2 separate regions of the Macaca mulatta genome follow, and region 2 is linked to region 1. Evidence: chromatin contacts called from public Hi-C data. All regions are on one chromosome and are shown on one strand. The core of a region is the stretch at or near the end of the contact, and the rest is flanking DNA. Distances in the headings are between cores, read along the strand shown. Region 1 has its middle 310 kb from the start of ACTBL2. Region 2 holds the start of PLK2 (polo like kinase 2).

Region 1 (2,700 bases), core at 177-2,676:
TGGTTTGAACTATATCCCTGCAAAAAGATACACTGAAGTCTTACTTCCCAGTACCTCAAGATGTGACCCTTATTTGGTAATAGGGTCTTTACAGAAGTAATCATGTTAAAATGAGGTCATTATGGTAGGTCCTATCCAAGGTGACTGTGTTTTTATAGAAAGTAGAAATTTTCACACAGAGACAGACATGCACAGAGGGAAGACCGTGTGAAGACACAAAGGGAGAAGATGGTAATAGGACTGGAGTGATGCATCTGCAGGCCAGGGGATGTCAGGATTGCGGCAAACACCAAGAGGCAGCAGAAGCCAGGAAGGATTCTCCCTAGAGCTATCAGAGAGACCTTTGCCCTGCTTGCACCTTGATTTCAGACTTCCAGCCTCTAGAACTGTAAGAAAATGAATTATCTGTTGTTTGAAGCCATTCGGGTTTTGGTACGCTGTACGGGAGTCTTAAGAGGCCAGTATACTTGCTAAGATGCAACTGCCCTGACTGAGCAGCCTTAACTTCTCAGAGTGGGTTCTGACTTCAAAATGGACCTTAGAGAAAATGATGTCCAACCCTTTTACTTTACAAATAAGAGAAATGAGACATAAGAGAGCCTTGCTTACAGTCACACAACTGGTAACCAAGATCAAACGGCTAAGTCCCCAGAAAGCTTTCTGTCAGCCCTACATTGACAAGAAGTCAGGGACACGATTCTCAACCTAGCTAAGCACATTGCACAACACTCTGCCACCCACCTAGCATATTATCCACGTTACAGTATTCTCCAGAATAGATGATGAGTGGCATCCTTTGCTGAACTCTCACATCTCTGTAGTACCAGCAGCTTTTAGAGGGGGCTCTCAGCTAAAGGAAACAGCTCAGAAATAAAAATTTGCCTCTGTTCTTTCTTAGTGCTAAAGAAAATGTCTAATTACCCTGAGAAAGACCAACACTAACTCTCTAGGACAAAGTGTTTTACTTCCTTGTGAACTGGCCGTAAAAAGAGTTCCCCAAATAATGCTCATTGATTGAAGATTGACTGCCTCACATATCCTGAAGAAATGATAAGAAACTACACAGTCAGCAGTTAAAAGTATTAGAGAGAGTGAGAGGGTGGACAAGTGCTACCCAGAAGTAAATCGATTTCCTATAGCACTATGATCTTTCTTATCTAGAGGAAGCTTTTGTTTTCTTGTCAATCAATCCCAGCAGATCTTCTGAGGGCTGACCACACCCTGGACTGGGGAATGCTCAGGAAGGAATAGGGGGAGGAAGAAGGGAGAGGCGATTTCCTGATGGATCAGTTGCTGGCAAGTGTCTGGACCCTGGGAAAGTCGTGGTGTAGGAATTCGTCTCCTTGGAGAGCAACCAGAGGAGCAGGAACAATGCTGGGAACTGCTGATGGTGACTCTCAGGTCACGCCTTGCACAGTGCAGTCCATGGCACCAGGCTAGGCCACAGCACCTCCCAAACCCTGGGCCGCGCAGTGTTGACTCCCCTCCTTCAGTCCAGCTGCCAACATGGAGTGCCGTTCTCCTGGCTTGTTCTCTTTAAGGGAGACAACTAGCTTCACACAAGATTAATGCATTGGGATAACCAAAAAGGCGAAGTCCAAGTAAGACTTTCCTTTAGCTCCCATTAGTCCCAAAAGGAGACCACCACTTTCTTGGCTCTTGACTGATTGTTCTCCCAAGGGAAAGGCATGTTTTGACTATCAAAGTGATCCCTTTATGTACAGTTTCTAATTTGTCTGTAGAAAAAATGAGTACTTTGGATGGCATCTCTCCTCATGAAGCAACTCAAAAATTATATAACAGTGAATTAAAGGGCCATGTTTCCCTGCCTCAGTGTCCCCATGCCCTTTGAAGACAGTGTGCTGAGGAGGCACAGAGAGACCTTCTGCCTTGGCCAGAGCACCAGTGAAAGTAACACTCATTTAATGGAGGCTAAAATAGCCTATTTCTACATCAGTTTTTCTCCTATTTGGAAAAGTTTCTTCTCTCACTATCAAAAGTAAGCTATCTGTTAAGAAGTATTTAACCGTTGTAAGAGTTTCCTCCAGCTAAATCAATGCAGAGAAATGCCAAGACAAACCAAGATAAATCCATTTAAAATGCCTTATTGAAAACCAGATTTTCTACTTCTTCAGAGACTAACTGGAAAGTAACCATTAAGATAATTTACTTGCCTTATTTTCTCTTTCATTCATATATGAACAGGACACCTAGCTCTTCCTGAGCGTTGTAGAAGCCTCCATGGCCTTCAAATCTGGTGCACTGGTGACCTCTAGAGGACAGAATCTCATTACAGACTCAATATTAAGGTTAAAGAATCCATTGCTCTGGGGAAAATGTGAATGCATTGTCAATATTACAGCTGCAAAATAGCTTTTGGCTCTCACAGTCACAAGAGGCTTCAAGAAATTCTCTTCCTCCAGGTAAAATCTCCAAGGTGTCAAATGATCCATTTTCCTGTAAATGAGAGAAGTTTGTTGTTGATGGAAATCTTTTAAAAGATGGATTTTTCCCCCCAAGATGTAGCCCGCTTTTTGACAGATTCCCAACTGAATCTGAAACAGTAGATTCCCAACTGAATCTGAAACGTCAGAGGTTCGCTGAAGTGCATGTCTTTAGCCATCTTTTGCCTATTGCCCACCCCTCAGTGTCCTGCCCAATTTTCAACACAAGTATTTGAGAATATCAGAAAAAGGATTC
Region 2 (2,700 bases), core at 82-2,581, 660 kb before region 1:
TATGACACATACATGTTAACAAACTTCTTTGTTTTCTTGTTAATCTGTCTGGTTACAGGCACCCAGGCCAAAACTTTGAAAGGTAGAAAATTATTTTTCCTTCCTTACAATATTACTCACTCAGAATTGTTGTAGGATTAAATAAGGCATTTCAAAATACTGCACAGTCCTCAAATGTTACGCTATCGTAATTAGAACAAGAAAACAAAACAAACAAAAAAAACGTGTTCCTAGGTCAAACTGCACAGTAAAATCTGGAAATTGGAAACTAAGCCGTGTTTGCACTCACTGGCCTACGCTCTCTTCATCCTACCAATCCCCCTACCCCCAGAAAGTCTCGGATTGACTCTCCAGGAACCAGGGCAGTTCATGAGCCATCTCAACAGATGCATTCGGAAGAAGTCATAGATGACTCTGCAAACTCACAATCGGCATCGATTTTTAGTACCAGTAACTGTCAAAGCCCCACTGTCGTCAACCGCTGCCCACTTGACACCTAACGGCACTTCCGGAACATTCCACAAGATGGCGCCCTTGCTTTCCAATCATCGGGCTACCGGCGGAGGACGCCTTGCCGAGGCGTCGACCTCGTTCTCCAAGGTTCAGGGGCTGACCTCAGACAGAGGCTCGCTCTAGGGGGATGGGCGGGGGCCAGCGCTGGCACTGTTGGCCGATCGGCCCGGGATCCCAGCGTGCGGGCCCGAGTCTGCCCCAGCGCGATGCGGCGATGGGCTCGAATGCCCGGCTCCCCGAATTCCGGCCTTTCACCCGCACGGCCTCTTGGCACTGCCCCAGCTAGACACCAGCGAGCGCGTCACGCGCGGGGCTTTGTCACACGGCCGGAGGAGGCCTCGCGTGCCCGTGCGGCGGGCTCCGGGCACCCTGATACCTTGACACAAGAGGCGCCGGGTCGTGGGGCGGCGGGGAAGGGCTGTGCGGGGGAGGGACTGCGTCTACACCCGCGCCCAACTCGCTCCGGTCACGGCACTGCCCTGACACCAGGCGGCTGGGGCGGGGGTGGGGCCAGGCATCGGCCCTCGGGATTCTGTTTTCTAAACTGAGGCTCAGAGCCTTCGAAGAACGTGGCAGCAGGGCCCACAGACGGCCCTGAAGGCCTTCCCGTGGCTGCGAGAGTTCTCGGCGGCCGGCGTTCGAGGCGCGCGGCTCCGCTCCGAAGCGAGACCTAGGTGGCGGGACAGGACCTGCTTCCCGGCCAAGCGCGCTCGGCAGGCCGTGGGGCGGGGCGTCGGCCGTGTCGCGGTGTCGCGTATCGAGTCTCCGCCCCCTTCCCGCCGCCCAGTATATAAGACTTCGCCGAGCCTTCTCACTCGCACAAGTGGACCGGGGTGTAAGGTGCGCGTTGGCACCGGAGGCAGGGGTGCGAGGGCCACGGCCGACTCGGACGGGTGACCGCGCCTAGGGGGTGGCAGTGGGCAGTGCGGGGCGGCAAGGCTATCATGGAGCTTTTGCGGACTATCACCTACCAGCCAGCCGCCAGCACCAAAATGTGCGAGCAGGCGCTGGGCAAGGGTTGCGGAGGGGACTCGAAGAAGAAGCGGCCGCCGCAGCCCCCCGAGGAATCGCAGCCACCTCAGTCCCAGGCGCAGGTGCCCCCGGCGGCCCCGCACCACCATCACCACCATTCGCACTCGGGGCCCGAGATCTCGCGGATTATCGTCGACCCCACGACGGGGAAGCGCTACTGCCGGGGCAAAGTGCTGGGAAAGGTGACAAGCGGAGGGCGCCGGGCTGCCGGGCGGGCGGGCGGGAGGTCTGTCCGGGCGACCCCAAGCCGGGCAGGCCCGCGGGGTCCCGCGCCCGCCGCTTCCAGGTTTTTCGGGGGTCAGATCCCAGCGCGAGGTGGGCTCCTCACCTGCTGCCTGGCTTTTGTGCACCGGCAGCGCTGGGGATCGGCTTTGCCTGCCTTAGCCTCACAACTGTGTGCCACCCCGCAGCCCAGAGAAATGCATCTTGAGTCTGGAAGCGAGGGCTTTCTGTATCAGACCTCTCTCCCTCCATCTGCTCCGAGGGAATTTTCCTAACAAGTCTCATCAGACATTATTTTTCATGTCTCCCCGCTCCAACTCCCTCCATAAAGCTCCCCTTTATATTATAGGAAAAAAACTGTTTGAAGTTGCTGTTTCCAGCAATGCGTTTCTCTTCATGGGGAGCTTTAACGAAGTCGAATGCCTTCCTCTGACCACCCTTCTCCATTCCTCAATTTTTTTTTTTTTTTGCTTTTCTTTCTTCCCATTTATTTATTTATTTTAAATATCTGCCGTCCATTTTTGTGCCATACTCAATTCCGTCTCGGCTTTGTTTCTTTTCAGGGTGGCTTTGCAAAATGTTACGAGATGACAGATTTGACAAATAACAAAGTCTACGCCGCAAAAATTATTCCTCACAGCAGAGTAGCTAAACCTCATCAAAGGGAAAAGGTGTGTATGACTCTTGAGTAAAGTATTTTCTTTGTGTGCAGGGATGGCCCTTCCCTGTTAGGAAAATGTCTTCTGCATGTGTAATCACTGGCTTTTCCGAGGTGACTGGAGGCTAATAAGCCTTGCCTTGCTTTTTCATTTAGATTGACAAAGAAATAGAGCTTCACAGAATTCTTCATCATAAGCATGTAGTGCAGTTTTACCACTACTTTGAGGACAAAGAAAACATTTACATTCTCTTGGAATACTGCAGTAGAAGGGT

What was found. A called contact is a pair of places that touch in the nucleus more often than the background predicts.
Region 2: a contact with region 1 is called in a Hi-C map of liver, with 15 times the contacts expected there. The contact joins the promoter of PLK2 here to the enhancer-like site in region 1. A contact is called at or near these places in 8 of 14 Hi-C or Micro-C datasets (CD4 T cells, blood, cortical neurons and 5 more).

The regions. Positions count from the first base shown.
Region 1 is chr6:65,629,972-65,632,671 of T2T-MMU8v2.0, reverse strand. No RefSeq gene overlaps it. Among named protein-coding and RNA genes, the nearest start is that of ACTBL2, 310 kb to the right of the region's middle. Within about 2 kb of position 1,426, at least 6 of the 40 cell types and tissues checked have an H3K27ac peak or open chromatin away from gene starts, as enhancers often do.
Region 2 is chr6:66,287,354-66,290,053 of T2T-MMU8v2.0, reverse strand. PLK2 (polo like kinase 2) reads left to right here and starts at 1,331. Exons shown (of 14, transcript XM_015140018.3): 1 at 1,331-1,727; 2 at 2,331-2,438; 3 at 2,582-2,698. The coding sequence starts at 1,458.